2 separate regions of the Mus musculus genome follow, and region 2 is linked to region 1. The links are chromatin contacts, called in public promoter capture Hi-C maps. All regions are on one chromosome and are shown on one strand. Each heading gives the region's core, a stretch centred on a gene start, on an enhancer-like site or on the middle of the called end of the contact. The rest is flanking DNA. Distances are from core to core; before and after follow the strand shown.

Region 1 (4,140 bases), core at 545-3,044:
ATACACACCAATTTTAAAAAGTCAAATTTGCCAGCCTGGTCTACCAAGCAAACTCCAGTACAGCCAGGGAACATGAGAGACCCTTATCTCAAACAAAACAAAACAAAACAAAACAACTGAATAGATCTAAAGTTCTGTAAAATCCACACGCCGGGCAGTGAACAGTGTAGGGAAACCGAACACTTGCCATCAGAGTGGTCGAGAGTATTCTAGACCTGATGGAATCAATGAATCTTCAATACTGTGAGAGTGATTAATACATTTGTGTCTCAGCATACCTAGATATATGGTGAAAAGAATAAAAGAAAAAAAAAGCTGAGAAATCCTACAAACCAAGATATTAAATGAAACTAAAGAGTTAAGCTTGATGCCAGACTGTGGCATCAAATTGTGAGTTCAAGGCCAGCATGGATAACAGAGTGAGTTTGATGCAAGCCTCAAAAAATTATGGAGACTCTTAACAGGCTGAGGCTATAGCTCAATAAGTTATACAGTTTTCTGGCTAAATCCCCAAGCCAGGAAAAGAAAAATCAAACAAGACAAACTAAAGGGAAATGCAGTGAATAAGGAAAGAATAAATGAACATGAAATGGAATTAATATGCTCCTATGTAAACTTTTTCCCCTTTGGTCAGTCTTGGTAGATAGTCCAAGGTGAGTTTAAATCTAGGCCCTCCGACCTCAGCCTTCCCATGTGCTGGAATTATAATCACTAATCACTCTCACCAGCTAAAACGGTCCTTTTAACTTTCTGAAATTGTATATACCTTATTAGTGAAAAGCAAACAAACAAAAAACCCTTACACACATAAATAAAACATCACACACCAAAAGCTTTCTTCACAACTCAACCAACTTCTATACAGTTAGAAGAGGCATTCCAAATGGAAACTATCAAGTTTCACATTAAAGTATTACACTTTCATTATCAAATATATTTTACCTACCACCAAAACCAAAAGAAAAAAACATGAGAAATTGAAAAACTCTATATCCTTTTGTAAATGATGTTAATCTACCTGCAGTCAGTTCTTCCCCATCCTCATAATCAATAGGAAAAACAAAAAAACAAAAAAACTTTAGTAGAACAAAATGCTGCAGCCCAGGGACATATGAAAGACGCTCCACCTGCAACAGCTAACATTTTCAGGATGGGGCTCAGGCTCGGGTTCATCTTCAGCCTAAAATTAAGATGAAAATACTAGTAATATCTACCTTTAGAAAAATGTAGAGAACCAGACATAAAAGGAAAATAATTACGTGATACATATGGACTTGGTATCTTCTTTGGAGAAGCGTTCACGTTAAGAGGTATTTTTTTAGTCTTTAGAGAGAAAAGTTCAGAGCGACGCACACAGAAAAGTGATATGAAATGGGGGGGGGGGTAGGGGTGTTAAAATATGGTGGCCTCTTTATTACTCGATATTTTGCAGCGTATTTCTTACGTTAGGGAAAACGCTCCGTAGTGTTTAAAATACTCTCCAGCTTCAAGGCAGGCCGCCGCGCACAGCTCGATTTGCCTGTGACTTCCACTTCCGTGGCGCGGAAACTTCCTAAGGATGGAAACTGCAGCCTAAACTCCCACAAACTTGGGCGGTGACGACAGCCTACGCGAACCCCGTGATGCCCCTCGCCTCCCAGGCTCCTACCCCGCAGCCCCGCCTTTGCATACGCGGTGGGGCGGGCCTTGCTCAAACCACGGGTACGATTGGTCCTTGAGGAGAGGTGGGTGGATCAGCGCTGTGGCGTCATGACCTCGCGCAGGGAAAAGGCGCGCGCCTAGGAAGCCGCGGCATTAGACGGTTGCGGGCGCAGAGGGTTGGTAGTTGTCGCTGTAGGCCTTCGCTGCCGCTTCTGCATCGTGAATCGGGGGACCTTGGCAGCCAGACCTCGTTCCTCTTAGAGTAGCTCTCATCTAGTCGCCACAACTCCGCCACCATGTTTGAGGCACGCCTGATCCAGGGCTCCATCCTGAAGAAGGTGCTGGAGGCTCTCAAAGACCTCATCAATGAGGCCTGCTGGGACGTCAGCTCGGGCGGCGTGAACCTGCAGAGCATGGACTCGTCTCACGTCTCCTTGGTACAGCTTACTCTGCGCTCCGAAGGCTTCGACACATACCGCTGCGACCGCAACCTAGCCATGGGCGTGAACCTCACCAGGTGAGCGGGTGGCGGGAGCGGGGCCCCACTCTTCCCGCTTCCGCTCTTGGCGGGGCTGTGACTCTGCACGCTCATTGGCTGGCTTGGCCATCCGCGCTTTCTGATTGGTCTATGGTGTCGGGGGCAGCCCTCACCAAAGCGCGCGGTTCCGAAAAGCCCGCGCTGGCAGTGGCGCCCACTCTGTTTCCGCGCCAAAGCCACAAAGCGGGAGTCCGCGGGAAAATGAGTGCTCCGGAGCTGTGCTCATTAAATGCCTGCAGCTTTGAGTGGCTGGTCTTAGCGCCTAATAAACGAGTCTTAGTGCAAATGTAATGTCGACTTAGAGTGACAATAGACCTTTTCTTGACTTCCAGAGTCTCACTGCGCATCATGGATTTGAGGGGAAATCTGTCAGTTTTAGCTTTTAACTTTGCTACAGCTACCTAGGTTAGTGCCTCCTGTATACGTGTTCAAGGACAGTGTGTGACTTATTTTAGTACAGATACATGGATTAGTGCCACTTGTATACATTTTGAAAGATTTACGAAAAGGCCAGACGTGATGGGGCACATTCTCCAGTACACTAGAAACCAAGGACACCCCGCTCAAAAAGATGCTTTCTCGAATGTTGGCTTTTAGTGCATTTTACTAAGTCGGTTTTAAGAATCACATATACCCGGTAATTTGCTTCACCCCTGAGAGAGTTTGGGGTACCCTTAGCCCCTTTAACAGTTCTCCAACCGTGAGTGTGAAATGGTACAACTTGTAATTGCTTTTTAAAATATAGATGTGGATTACATGTTGATAAAGCCTGTCTTTTTTTTTTTCCCCCCTAGCATGTCCAAAATTCTAAAATGTGCTGGTAATGAAGACATCATTACATTAAGGGCTGAAGATAATGCAGACACCTTAGCACTAGTATTCGAAGCACCAAGTAAGTTAAACACCTTTAAAACTCGGTAGTTACGTGTTGTTTCTGTTTCTCAAAACCAAAAAAAAATATTAACAATATTGTAAAATTTCCATCATAGATAGGACCGTGTGGTGTGCTTTGGTAACATTTTCCTTCTTTTGGTAGATCAAGAGAAAGTTTCAGACTATGAAATGAAGTTAATGGACTTAGATGTGGAGCAACTTGGAATCCCAGTGAGTTACCTTGTTTCTGATTGTGTGTTACCCTGCTGTGATACCAGCTGATGCGTGTTCTGAGTGGAGTGGTGGTATTGGGGATGAATGGCACACTGCCATTTCACTAAACCACAGCAGTCTAAAGTTGATTGAGTTTTAAAGAAACCAGAAGTCTTGCATTCTGAGTTCTGGTTAAGATGCTAAATCTTGAGAACATGAAGCTGAGCCTTCCCCCTTTTCTAGACTGACCTTTAACTTGTGGGTTTACAGGAACAGGAGTACAGCTGTGTAATAAAGATGCCGTCGGGTGAATTTGCACGTATATGCCGAGACCTTAGCCACATTGGAGATGCTGTTGTGATATCCTGTGCAAAGAATGGGGTGAAGTTTTCTGCAAGTGGAGAGCTTGGCAATGGGAACATTAAGTTGTCACAAACAAGTAATGTGGATAAAGAAGAGGAGGCGGTGAGTAGTAAGGGGGCGTCCAGTTAGGTGTCTGAAGCAGGGATGGAGCCTCGGCTTTTGTTTTTATTTATTCATTCATTTTGAGATGGAGTCTTGAGTAGACCAAGCTATCTTAGAGCTCAGAGACGACTCCATAAGCTTTTACAGGTAGCATTTGGAAAGCTAAGTGTACAGCCTTTTGCTTCCTGGAAATACTCTTGGCAAATAAGTGAGGGTTGGCAAGTGAGCAAAAGAAAATGGTTGGGGGTGTATGTAGCTTTATGTGTTGCAGGTTCAAGAGTATTTGCAGTCCCAAGGGAAATAAGAAAGACTTCACAAAATGTGGAAAGAGTTGTATTAAATGCTCTTGACAGTTACATCCATAGAGAAAGCTGGGCATGATGTCTCAAACCCACAACTGTAGTACTCAA
Region 2 (4,161 bases), core at 839-3,338, 530 kb before region 1:
GAGAGCAAAGAAATGACTAAAGATGTATTAGGTACCCAAAACTGGTTTAGCTTATTTCTGTAGCAAATAAGAAATACATTTAATGCTTATGGAAAAGTAAAATAATCAAATGACAAAAAAAAATCAAATAGCAAATCTGAGAATAGCTCTTGAAGCATCAGCATCCATAAGACTATGAAGGTTTGATTCATGTGAAAATCACAGCTGCAAAGTAGGCTCAGCATGTTCTTTTGCTGGTAAACCATGGGCACCCCAAATTCCACCAAACTTGCGAGTCAAACAGGATCTGCATAGCAAAAATACCTTTATCTTTTATGTGATATGGATATGGATTTGGTTTATTCATATTAATTTTTAAGGTGCACAGTACTTACACAGACAGTTGTGGATCTCCTTCAAGAAGCTCGAAATGGTAGAAAATTAACCAGATGACTTCCTGGGGTCTCAACCATGATTTTACTAAGTAACAAACTACTGGAATCCCCTCATTGCCAGATTTGGGGAGGTGGAAATGAGGAGGTGAGTGCTAAGATACATGGTGTGTTTCTGGGGTGATGACCATGCCCTAAAATTGGTAGTGGAGATGGTTATAGTCAAAGTGAAGCAGTAGGCTGCACGATGAGTGAGTAGTTGCCTAAAACAGAAGAGATTTGCATAGCTTCGGTATTTTACTACTAAATATTCCTTCATAAGAGGTATGAAATGTTTAACCACCACCAAAAAGTTTAATTAACCAGTTAAACGATTTACAAAAGGCTTACTGTTTTGTAATCTAGAACAGAATGTACATTGTGTACAATGTATCATTGTGTCCTGTTCAGCAATATCTTTCCGAAATACTTTGGACTTGAAAATTTCTAAGTTGTTCAGTTTGTTTCCTTTTATCAAATTAAGAATATGATATTTATAAAAAATAGTTATTTATAAAAATGATTTTTAAAAATAAGAACATTATGAATGCAATAACATAAATTACCATTGGCTTTCATTTTGTCAAACATTGGATGAGAGATTCCTGTCAATCAAAGGCATATATATATATATATTATATATATATATATACATCTATATATTTCATATAGACATATGGATATCTCAATTCTAGTTAGAAATCTCAGTCTCAGAACAAAACACTTTTCCGAGGACATTCACAGAGACAAAGAGCTGCTAGTGTAATTTGGTGTTATACTTATTTTTCAGTCTCCCAACACAAACACATCTTTCAGGCTATTGGAGACCATTGAGTAAATTTAGAGTAGTTTGAGACTTAGCAACGCACTCATCCACACACAACCGTCAAATATTAACTACTTCTGCTTTCATTCTTCAAAATTGACTAAAACATTTATTTTGCTACTCCAAAGATAATTTCATGGGTGTAACACAGTCTTGTTATTTTTATTTCTGGAGCACAAAAGGAAAGAAATATCTAGTACAGCTTCCATTCATAAATTAACATGTGAATTACCTCTCTTTAGAAACATAAATACAAAGTGTAAATATGTTAACCCTGTAAACAGACACACGAAGACCTGCACACACATATATGACACGCTGAGGGAAATGCCTTAAATGCACTCAGATTTAGTTCTAACTCAGTGCCTTTATAATAATAGAGGAAACTCTGCAGGGGCCAACTGCGTGCATTCCCACCCCTCTGCGGTCACGGGGCTGTGAAAAGTCACACGGAGAGTCAGGCTACAAAGGCTCTCTCTAGCTCTGTATAGAGCCTGACATCTCTGCAGAGAACACAGAATGCGGCTTTGCTTCCAAGGGCTGCACAGCCCCGGCGGGGAAAGGAGGAAAAAGCTGGACAGCTCTTGCTTCTCCTACTCAAAGCCAGGCCAGGCAAGGCAAGGGATACAGGGAAGAGGAGAGGCGAGATAGAGGGTGAAACCCAGTGCCGCCAGCTCTAGGAGCTGTCCGGGGTGCTGAAATCCCACTCACCGGCCAGAGCCGCTGCGCCCAGGAGGCCGAGGAGCATAGCCGGCTGCATGGTGCCTCTCGCCAGCTGAGTGTAGGAGGAGCTCGGCGGGTGCGGGCTCCGCAGAGCAGCTGTGGCGCGGTGGGCGCAGGCCTGGCTCTTATGAAGGGCAGGCGGGGTGCAGTACCCGGGGGCGAGCGGCGGGCGGGGGCGCCCCTCGCTCAGCCCTGACGTCACGGAGCAGCCCCGAGGCGGCGCCAGCGGGCGGAAGCACAGCCAGTGTGTGCGGCCTTGCGCAGGGTCCCAGCAGGCACGGGCAGGGATGCGGGGACGCCAGGTGCTGTAGATCTCAGGCAAGAAGGGACAAGGGTCCGGCTCATATTGTCGCGCCTGCGCTCCAGCTCCTCCGCGCACACCTCCGATGCTGCAGTTTGGGGTTGTGGGATACTTGTGATTCTGAAGTGTGTAAATGACGGGGGTCAGCTTTCTGTATCCTCTGCCAAGCTGAAGAAAATCCTTGCTTGGAATAAATACACAGGCGGTTCTTAGACCTTAACAAGAGAGTAATGGCTGTAAACCTCAGTGTGCAACCATGAATGTGTAACCTGCTCTTGGTTGAGATGTTTGGTCAGTGTCTGTGTATCCCATCTATGGCACTTCTGTCTTCTGTTTATGGAATCTCCTACCCGACGTACTTATTCAGATGAACTTAAAAAATCAAACAGGCCAAAGGATACACTTCAAAATTCTCTCTCTCTTTTAACCTCAATTTTTTCCAAGTTCAGTTTTTTCTGTAACTACTTTCTGTGGCTTAGGCCTATTTTAGTTTGGAGCACACATAATTGGTGCTTTTCCTTTCGCTCTCCCCACCCCTCTCCCTCCCCCTCCCTTCCATTCCCATCTCCCTCTCCCTCCTCTCCCCTTCCCTCCTCGCCCCCTTCCTCTCCCCCTCTTTCTCTTGATTGGTCACTTACCCAGCTCTTCTGATAGACATTTATTTAAGCTGTCACCCTTTGGCCCTTAGTTACTCTTTTACAACAGGAGCATAGCTTGGGGTGAGGTAAGGAGTACATCCTTGAAAACCTGTTCTTCTTTGCTTGCTTTTAAATAGAGATAGAAACGCATTTTAAATTATGTGCGCAATGGAGATGATAGCATCTTCCAGGTTATTTTCAACATGGATTCTGTTAGCCTGATAAGGAATTGGGGGAAAAGCGCCAGGCAATCGTCCTGCCCAGAAGAGACACAATCTGCTCTGATAACAGATTTCGAGGACCAGTGAAACCTGACGTGAGATCTTTTTGGTCAGGTGATAAAAGTTTTCAGTTCCTTTTCCTGAAAAGAGTGAGGCTCAAATTCTCTTTGCACATGCTGAGAACATAGAAAGATGCCTCTCCCTGGAAGGTTATTTACCCAAACTGCAGCCTCAGAGCATATGTTTTTAATTTTTCATTTATGTTTTTCTACATTGCTGGAGAGAACACAGAGCCACGGGCATACCAGGAAAGCACTCTACCAGTCTCCTATATCATCAACCCCAGTCTTAAAAATGATAGTTCTGCGACAACTGGTAAAATTTGAAAAGGCATGTAGATTACATCCCTCTCTGGGAACTGCACACATGTGTAGGCAAAACACCCATCCACATAAAAGGAAATACATCTTTTCAAGTTTTAAAAAGAAGAAAGCAAAATATGAAAATGAACAAAGCCTATTGTCAGAGAAGGACTGGAAACTCTTGCCCACCTGGGCTACATATAACAAGCAGAGAATGTGTGAGAAGACACAGGATATTACACCAGAGAGGCCAGTGCTTTGTAAGCGACCTGCAAAGACTCACAGGCCTTATGGCCCAGTTCTTTTTGACTGGCTGCTCTCCTTAGTTCACTACCCTATTCCCATTTTCAGTAGTGACTCCTTTATAAACGTATTTAATTATGTATTCATTGAGATAGGGTCTCACTGTGTAGACCAGGCTGGCCTGGACTCACAGAAATCCACCTGCCTCTGCCTTCTGAGTTCTAGTTCTGCTTTTAGCCATGCATCACACTTCAATGAGTCACCCTGTGTTTGTTCCCCCAACCCCCACCACTATAATCTGTGCTTGTAACTGTGCTGGCATGTCTTTGCTGATTTCAGGGAGAGGTCCTTGGATAGTCAAAAAATGTCATTGTTTTTAGAAATGCATATTGAGGTTTCTAGTCTCAAAATTTGTGAGAAAGTATAAGGAAAAGAGA

The links. Promoter capture Hi-C pulls out the DNA fragments that hold promoters and counts their contacts.
Region 2: a promoter capture Hi-C map of hippocampal neurons shows a contact between it and region 1, with 2.0 times the contacts expected there. The contact joins the promoter of Chgb here to the promoter of Pcna in region 1. A contact is called at or near these places in 2 of 39 promoter capture datasets (hippocampal neurons and liver) and 1 of 115 datasets of contacts at active chromatin or transcription factors (astrocytes).

What each region holds. Positions count from the first base shown.
Region 1 is chr2:132,250,834-132,254,973 of GRCm38.p6, reverse strand. Pcna (proliferating cell nuclear antigen) reads left to right here and starts at 1,794. Exons shown (of 6, transcript NM_011045.2): 1 at 1,794-2,158; 2 at 2,974-3,071; 3 at 3,216-3,283; 4 at 3,536-3,730. The coding sequence starts at 1,938. It also overlaps a transcript of Cds2 not described here.
Region 2 is chr2:132,779,569-132,783,729 of GRCm38.p6, reverse strand. It overlaps Chgb (chromogranin B), which reads right to left and starts at 2,088. Exons shown (of 5, transcript NM_007694.5): 1 at 1,948-2,088. The coding sequence starts at 1,996.